3 separate regions of the Hordeum vulgare genome follow, and regions 2 and 3 are each linked to region 1. The links are chromatin contacts, called in public Hi-C maps. All regions are on one chromosome and are shown on one strand. The core of a region is the stretch at or near the end of the contact, and the rest is flanking DNA. Distances in the headings are between cores, read along the strand shown.

What was found. Hi-C and Micro-C count contacts between places; a contact is called where the count stands out from the background.
Region 2: a contact with region 1 is called in a Hi-C map of leaf, with 1.8 times the contacts expected there. The contact joins the enhancer-like site here to the promoter of LOC123426698 in region 1. A contact is called at or near these places in 2 of 6 Hi-C or Micro-C datasets (leaf and seedling).
Region 3: a Hi-C map of leaf shows a contact between it and region 1, with 4 times the contacts expected there. The contact joins the enhancer-like site here to the promoter of LOC123426698 in region 1. A contact is called at or near these places in 3 of 6 Hi-C or Micro-C datasets (leaf and seedling).

What each region holds. Positions count from the first base shown.
Region 1 is chr2H:471,267,905-471,270,604 of MorexV3_pseudomolecules_assembly, reverse strand. LOC123426698 (U-box domain-containing protein 27-like) reads right to left here and starts at 1,257. Exons shown (of 1, transcript XM_045110570.1): 1 at 1-1,257. The coding sequence starts at 850.
Region 2 is chr2H:471,366,531-471,369,230 of MorexV3_pseudomolecules_assembly, reverse strand. No RefSeq gene overlaps it. Among protein-coding and RNA genes, the nearest start is that of LOC123430272, 70 kb to the left of the region's middle. Within about 2 kb of position 1,365, at least 2 of the 3 cell types and tissues checked have open chromatin away from gene starts, as enhancers often do. A contact at or near this core is called in leaf, where this site is marked.
Region 3 is chr2H:471,170,891-471,173,590 of MorexV3_pseudomolecules_assembly, reverse strand. No RefSeq gene overlaps it. Among protein-coding and RNA genes, the nearest start is that of LOC123426698, 97 kb to the left of the region's middle. Within about 2 kb of position 1,365, at least 3 of the 3 cell types and tissues checked have open chromatin away from gene starts, as enhancers often do. A contact at or near this core is called in leaf and seedling, where this site is marked.

The DNA.
Region 1 (2,700 bases), core at 8-2,507:
AGCTGAGGCCGGTGTCCATGGCCTTCTTATCAAGGCCGCCCTTCTCGTCGACGGGCCCGACCAGCCGTACCAGCTCCGTCACCAGCTCGGACGATTCCGCCACAGCCACCTTTGCGTCGGCGCCGGCATTGGCGAGCAAGAACTCGGCGAGCCTCGCCGCGTCAATTCTGGCCTCCAAGCCGCTCCCGCCCCGCAGGACGCGGGCCAGCGACGCCGCCGAGGCCGACGCGTCGACGGCGAGGCCGGCGGCCACCCGCCTCTTGTTCGCGTCCTCGATGCCATCCAGCGCCACGATCGCGGCGAGAACCCGGACGGCCGCCTCCACGCCCGCGACGCTTATCTGCTCACCCTTCCGTCTAAGCACGGCCGCGACGGTCTCCGCGGCGGAGCCTGCGCCCACGAGCGCGTTCTTCTCGAACTCGTCGACGTCGTCGTCGGAGAGGTAGGCGGCCAGCTCGCGGAGCGCGGCGGAGGGGTCGGCGCCGGAGGAGGCGACCTGGCGGACGAGTGCGGCGGGGGAAGGGCCGGCGAAGAAGGCGGCGGATCCGGCGACGGGCGAGCAGGAGGCGGCGGAGGCGGACCAGTGGGAGATGAGGCTGCGGAGGGTGAGGTTGGGCGTGAGGTCCGTGGAGGGGAGTGGGAGCATGGTGGCCGGGCAGGTGGTGTTGCCGGAGTCGAGCCACCTCTGTATGGAGGCGCGGTCGTATGTGACGCCGGTGCAGAGGCTGACCGGCGAGCGCATGACGTCGAGGGAGATCGGGCAGCGGAAGAAGCTGGGGATCTTGACCTCCAGCCCCTGGTGCTGGGGCGGGAGCCTCATGCCGGTGGTGGTCTTGTCCTTCCTCACCATGGCTATGGCTACCTGCTCTGCTCCGTTCTTGCGGGGAGGTGAGGTGCGTGCGTGGAAGCGGCAGCAAAGGGGGAGAGAGGAGGGAGAGCGCTGCGGCGAGGTGGGCGTTGTGGTATATGAAACAGAAGTGGTGGTGGTGGACCGACTGGTCTTTGCGCCCAGCGCCCTGCTCTTCCGTGCTCGTGCAAAACGCTCCCTACCGCTACCCGTCTCGGGTTTTTCCAAGGGAGCTTCCCGTCTGCAACCTTTTATGGAAAATATTCAAAGCTACCGCTGGCATACATAGTGCGGGCGTTCCAATCCGTATCGGGCCACGGATCGTGAGGATTCCGCGTGTCCCCACGTACTGCAAAAACTTGCAATAATTAGAAATTATCGCGGTATATCAGATAATGGTACGATCATATTTTTAATGGACTAATTACTGTCTCAATTTAGAGGGTGTGTATTTTTTAGGAAGGTCATCATGCCGCTTTATTGACATTCATGGAAGTTGTAGTAAAAAGATAAAAATTAGTACTTCAAAATGATTTGACTTTCACAAATGTGTTTTCATGATGAAATTTTGCAAACACTTAGAAATTTTATCAATGTTCCTCGTAGAAATAAAATAGATTTTTTGATCTGTTTTGAATTTTTTATAATTTTACAGTTCAGGCAGGCTCATTTGAGTTCGGACATAAAATAGTTGTGTCCAGGTAAGCTTGCAGTATCAATTTCCAAACGGTTTCATTTCTTTTATAAAAAACTGTTTCATTTTACTCTATTTGTATCAAATACTTGGAGTTGAGAAAACTAGTACAAGTTCCTTGACTATAAATATTGGAAAATGATTACCTTCAGCCGATGGATCGCACACAAGCGATCCGCCACCTCCTCTTTGCGACCCACGTATGCGTGTCTTTGCGTCTCTCTTTCTGCAACATTTTGTGTGTTGCAAAATTGCCCTTCGCAACAACACTCGTGTTGCGGAAAATAAAAAGCAAAAAAAAAACTGCAAATATTCTCTGCAACATTGTCTGTGTTGCAAAAAAATTTCCGAAGCAACACCCATGTTGCAAAAATATATATTCGCAACACAAGCAGTGTTGCAAAAAATTCCGCAACACAACCTATGTTGCACAAAAATTCTGCAACACAATCTCTATTATAAATGTTTTTGAAACAAGGCCCTTGTTGCAAAGTAGAAATAACGTTCATCCTGCTAGATCCAACGCCGCGCGAGGTGGTGGGAGTGCAAGGCAGAGCTCCGGCCAAGTTGTTTGGAAGAAGAAGAAAAAACTTATATAGGGTTCACCTTATAAAGTTGTCATGTGATTTCCGCTTTCGTCAGGTGCTTATTTGCATATTTGGTTGGGTTGCATTGCATTAGGGAGAGTGTGTGGAACACAGGAAAAAGGAGGCATTCAAAGGCAAGGTGGGACGAGTCAAACGAAGAAACGAGAGGTGACGTACAGCGCGGGGTGAGGGGTCGCTTTCCCCGGGCTGCTTTCCTCCTTTCTTTCTTTTCTGCCCCTCGCTCTCCGGTTCCGATGGGAAAATGGAAGCGCCTCTGTCTCGGAATCATTCTGGACTAAGCTGCCGGATTTTGTTCCCCTGCTTAGTCAATGGTCAAACACGTCGCGATCTCCACAATCGGGGCGAACCCAAAATTCCACACTGGCGGTGGTGTCGACCGCGCGGCTTCTTTGCTTCCTCTCGCGTCCATCTCTCGGCCTTGTCGCTGCCGACGTTGTTTTGTATTCTTACGGATAGCCGCGGGAGGTTTGTAAATTTTATTGGGTGATATTGCAACACCGGCGTATACTCTGGTAAAAGCTAGGCGACCACGGGTGAATGTATATGCACCT
Region 2 (2,700 bases), core at 116-2,615, 99 kb before region 1:
TGCACCATACTGTACACCATCAGCAGCCACACTGTGGACATGAGAAAGGCGAAGATAGTGAAGCCGAAGGAACAATCATTCCACAGTCGGCCGATCCCCCTGGCGTCTTCAAGGTTTCCGTGGCCAGTGTCTTACCGGGCACGAGAATTTGGCTCCTCCGGTACCACTAGGGGGAGATGACGACGAGACCCCGTGACGGCTTGGCGATTGCATGACTTGGGTCCTGTTGTAGCCGAAGAGTCTGCTTCGTTTGGAGGCGGTCGGGAGCAAACCCACGACCAAGCAGCCTCAACAAGGTATGAACACCAACACCCCACCTACCCAATTAGTGTCGCCTGTCATGCCGGGTGATAGCGGACGGCGTGAGGAAGAGGCTCCATTAGTGGCTGATGGTGTCGCCACCGCCGAAGAAGCAATGCAAGATGCCATGGACGAGGATGATGACCCTCTACAGTATCTCAATATTAGCGCCTATGACGACGGAGGATTGATGGCTCACGAGCATGACTCAGGGTTTGAGCGTGATGAGTTGATGAGTCTGTACAAGGACGCTACAACTAGTTAGCAGCAACGTGTTTTTGGACAAACGCTACTGCTTAACCTAGATTTCAGTAGCGCTGTTTGACACGCGCTAGTGCTAAAGGTTAGTTGTAGCGCCTTATCACTAACATGGCTGCCCTCGCTACTGATAGCCCTTTAACCCACGCTACTGCTAGGGCTTCCCTAACAGTGCCAATTCACTAAGTTTGATTAATATAAGGAACTAGGGAAATAATTGGATGATACAATGTACATATTACCTATTTACCCGGCGGAGTGCGTGTGCACTAAAATTTCAATAGTTAGAACAACTCCAACCGCGCGATCCAAACGGACGTGCGCTTTGTTCGTGTTTTGTCCGTTCCGTGTCCGCGACAACGCAAATGATGTGTAAATTTACACCCATAATGGATCGCAAACGGATAAAAACAAACGGACGTCCGTTTGGGTCAACACGTCGGGTCGATCTTTTTATCCATCACGACCTAAACAAACGCGCGCGGACGAAATAAATCGGAACATTGGACTTGCTCTTAGAGAAGATCAGAAGAAGGAGAGGCGGGTGGTTAGGACCTGCGCGGCTGTGAGTTGTACAGTCAAGGTCGGCGACCCGGCGACTAACGAGGGCGGCGGCACATGCGCTCCATTCGAGTGAGCGAGTCAAGGGTTTCCCTGTTGCCGATCGACAAATGTAATCATGGAAGTGTCAACCTCACGATTGGTTTTGTGTTTTGATGATCTGATCGATCTGGAGGTGGGCTAACGGGCTGAAGCCTTGTAGTGTGAAACGATGTGAAGCCTCGGGCTCGGCTTCTATGCATCACAAATTCTCAAATGTTTGCTACTATGTGGATAGGTGCTAGTTGGCACACGCCTAGGGCAACAGCCCTAATTGCCCCATTACCCAATTTCAACCCTGATCACGACTTCAGAATGGAAAAACCCTATTTAACGCTCTTTGAGTTAAATAGGCGGGTAAACGCACAAGCGCTGTGAGGGAGCGACAGGTTTTGGACCGGACCATTAGCACTTTCACCGATCCCAGTTTTGGGAACGTTCTAGAAATTTCTAGCCGTTTTTTTTTTCAGTTTTAGGAACTTTCTAGGAGATTCCTTGAACCGTATTTTTTTTTATTCTTTTTGTTTCTTTTTCAAAAAAATCTGGATTTTCAAAAGAGTTCCAGAATTTGAAAAAATTGTTCTGGAATTTGAAAAAAAGTTCCGGAATTTGTAAAAATGTTCAGGAATTTAAAACAATGTTTCAGAATTTGAAAGAATGTTCCTGAATTTGAAAAAAATGTTCTGGAATTTGAAAAATGTTTCCGAATTTGATAAAATGTCTAGAATGTTTAGAAAATGTTCCAAAATTTGAAAAATGTTTCGGCATTTGATAAAATGTTCTGAAATTTTAAAAAATGTTTCGAAATTTGAAAAAATGTGCCGGAATTTGAGAAAATGGTCTAGAATTTGAAAAAATGTTCTGTGTTTTTCAAAAAATGTTGTGGATTTTCAAAACATGTTCTTGAAATTCAGAAAATGTTTTTGGGTTTTTAGTAAATAATCTGGATTTTAAACAATTTTTCATAAAAATATTTCAACAATATTAAGAAAATGTACTTCTGAATTTGTTCGCATTTTTATAAAATTGTTCACAGTATAAAAAATGTCCATGTTTTCAAAAAATGATTGGGAAATTCAACTTTCGGTCGTTGTCATAAAAAAATGACAAGAAAAAAATAAAGAAAAAACGAACCAAAAAATTAAAAAAAGAAAGGGAATAAGCAGACAAGGGAAAAAAAGAAACAGAAAAAAGGAACTGGACCGGCCCAGTCTGGCGACCGTCCTCTGTGACCGAGGGACTCCCTGCCGCAGAATGGAGGAGGTAGGAGCTCCCCTTAGTATGTATATCATCATCATGTTTGCACAGAAGTTACGGGAGCATAAAAATGGTTCCCACACCTTCTACCCACATGCACATGCAAGCATACACTAAAGGACAAAAGGTTCTCGCAATTTGAAAATTCAAAACAACTTTTTAGCTGATTTCGTCGGTCCAATTCACAATAATATTTCAAATAAAATATCCTCCACATGGAGACCTTCAAAACTAGATCCCATGTTGATATGTTTCGACGATTCTTTCTTGTGGTCAAAGGTATTC
Region 3 (2,700 bases), core at 116-2,615, 97 kb after region 1:
CCTACTAGCTACCATATGCTAAAGTTTACAATATGTGCATAGTCATCCTATTTTTCATCGTGCACAATAGTCAATCAATATACGATGATGTATACTAACTGTTGATACGAGGTTTATGTAAACAAGTGGATTAATGTTGACCTTCATATTTATTTAAATCGTGCCCATATTTTTTTTTAAAACACATTGAGTACACTAAAAAAATCATGTAGTCATTACATTTTTATGTAACACTTTTTATCATGTTGTTTGTTGTCAAAGGATTTACAAATATCTTCCCATATGTATAAGGGGGTGTTTTTTTCCGTTGCAACGCACGGGCATGTTTGTTATAATAATAAAGAAGCTACTGTCGTTCTAACGGTTTTACAAAAACGTCCCTTGTTATTTCAAAATCAACCCGTGGTTCTCCATTAAGTAAAAAAAAGTTTCGTCTTTTCAAAAAAGCCTGTGTCCTCCACCGGTCCTGGGCTCACCGTTCGGTCCGCTGAGGAGGAGGCCGGTCCGTCGACGGCGGCTCCGGCGCCGGCGAGCGTCGCGGCGGTGGTCAGAGGTGGAGGCGAGGCTGAAGGGCGCGTGGGGCAGCCGGATCCATGGCGAGCCGGGCCGGATCTTGCGGCGGGAGCGACCAGAGAAATCCGAGTATCATCCATCCCCCAAATCACGCGATGCATCCGAGACCAACACGCGCGAAAGCCGCCCATGGCACATGCATCACCGACGACTCGTGGAGTGTCCGGGCGCCCCATCTTCCTCCTTTAGGAAGATCCACCAGGGAAGCTGGAGCCTGAAGTCGCGTCATTCGCGAGTCCGAGCGTGGTCAGGCTCCATGCGCCGGTGCGGCGGCCCCGGCGACTCGACGGCGGGCTAGAGAGCGGCATGCCAAGGACCAAGAGGCAACGGCGAAGGCGAGGCCGTAAGCAGCCATTGGCAGAGCTGGAAGAGGGCCCAGGCGGCGAGCATCGTCTCTGCGCAGCCGACGCCGTGACCACGTCCAACGGCGCGGTGGCCGTGTCCCGCGGGCGGAGCACGGCGTGACGCGAGCCGGCGGGGCGGGCGAGGGCGAGAGCCTCGGGGCGGGCGGCCGAGGGCGAGGCCTCATCGCGGCCAACGGGCGGAGTGTGGGCGGCCACGGCTTGACGATGTCGGCCGCAGGCGCGCGGGCGCGGGCACGAGTGGGCGCGGCGCGGCGCTGCCAGGCAGAGGCCACTTGCACGGGGCAGCGGCCGGGTGGACGGGCGCGGTGCGGTCGATGCTCGGAGCCGGTGCGGCCGCCGGGCGAAAGCCTGGGCGCGGGCGGCCGAGGGTGAGGCCTCGGTGTGGCCTTCACGCGGTAGGCGCCGCGAGTCCCTGTCGTTGTGGCCGCCGAGTGCACTGTGGCTGCGCCACAATAGAAATGTTGGGGACTCCACGCCGCGTGCCAGTCATTGTCCGCTCTAGTCCATCGCTCGACATTGAGGATGCGGACGTAGCGGCTACGCTCCGATTGTTTCTGGCGACCGAGGAGAGCCGTTGTTGGAGATGTAGCCAATGGCTGACTCTCCGTGTGTTGGCGCTCTCCAACTGCTGCGTGCATAGCAATCGGAAGGTAGCACCATGTTTTGGAGCCATTAGATCAAGATTTTTGTATGAGCATGACTGCTTGATCTTCTCTCACTCTGATTTCTATCTTCCTCGAGGCTAAACCCGTGGAATTGAGGGTCACATGAGATCAGGACCGTCGCAGTTGTTGCGTCCTTCATGCCGATTTTTATTTCGTCTGGCCTTTCCGTCAGGCTAAGGGGGCGATGCAATAGCCAGGAACCGCTGCGCCGATGGAATCGCTCTAGCCGGGAAGCAGTGCTGATAACGTGTTGAATTGAATCGAGAAACAAACGATAAAGACAACAAAATGATTCAAATTATACCCTTTTCATTGATGATGATGTCTTATATAGAATTACAAAGGGTGCCTCCATGAGGTGTCTATACAAAGGGACATGAGCAACCGACATGCCAAAAGTAATTGCCTTGGTAATTAAGAGAAGCAAGGATTAACATAATTCTCTTCCTAATCTCTCCCTAATAATAAAGCAGCTACTGCTTTTGTCGTCCGTCGTGGGGTTTTGCAAAAACGTATCCCAGTTATTTCAAAATCAACCCACGGTCCTCCATTAAATGGAAAAAAACGTTTCGTCTTTTCAAAAAGCCCATGTCCTCCACCGGTCCAGGGCTCACGGTCCGGTCCCGATCTAGCCGAGGAGGAGGCCGGTCCATCGATGGTGGCTCCGGCTCCGGTGAGAGTCGTGGCGGTGGTTAGAGGTGGAGGCGACGCCGACGGGCGCGTGGGGCGGCAGGATCCATGGCGAGCCGGGTCGGATCTGGCGGCGGGCGCAATGCACCATGCGGCGAGGCGGCTAGAAAGGAGGCGGCGGCGCGCGGCAGCGCAGGCGCCCGGGGCGGCGAAGTGCGGCGGCGGCAGCTCGCGGCAGTGCACGTGGCGGGGCGACTAGTGGTGTGCTCTCCCATCACGCTCATCTCCTCCTCACCCCCTTCTTCCTCCCTCACTCACTCCCCTCCCCCACTCACTCTCAGCAGTTGCCGCCCAAACGGAGGGAGAGAGAGGCATCTAGCGGGTTCACCGGAGGAAGAAGTGTCGAGTTCGCCGGAGGTACAAGAACAACCATCCAACACTCCGATGTTGCCTGCCACGGCTACACC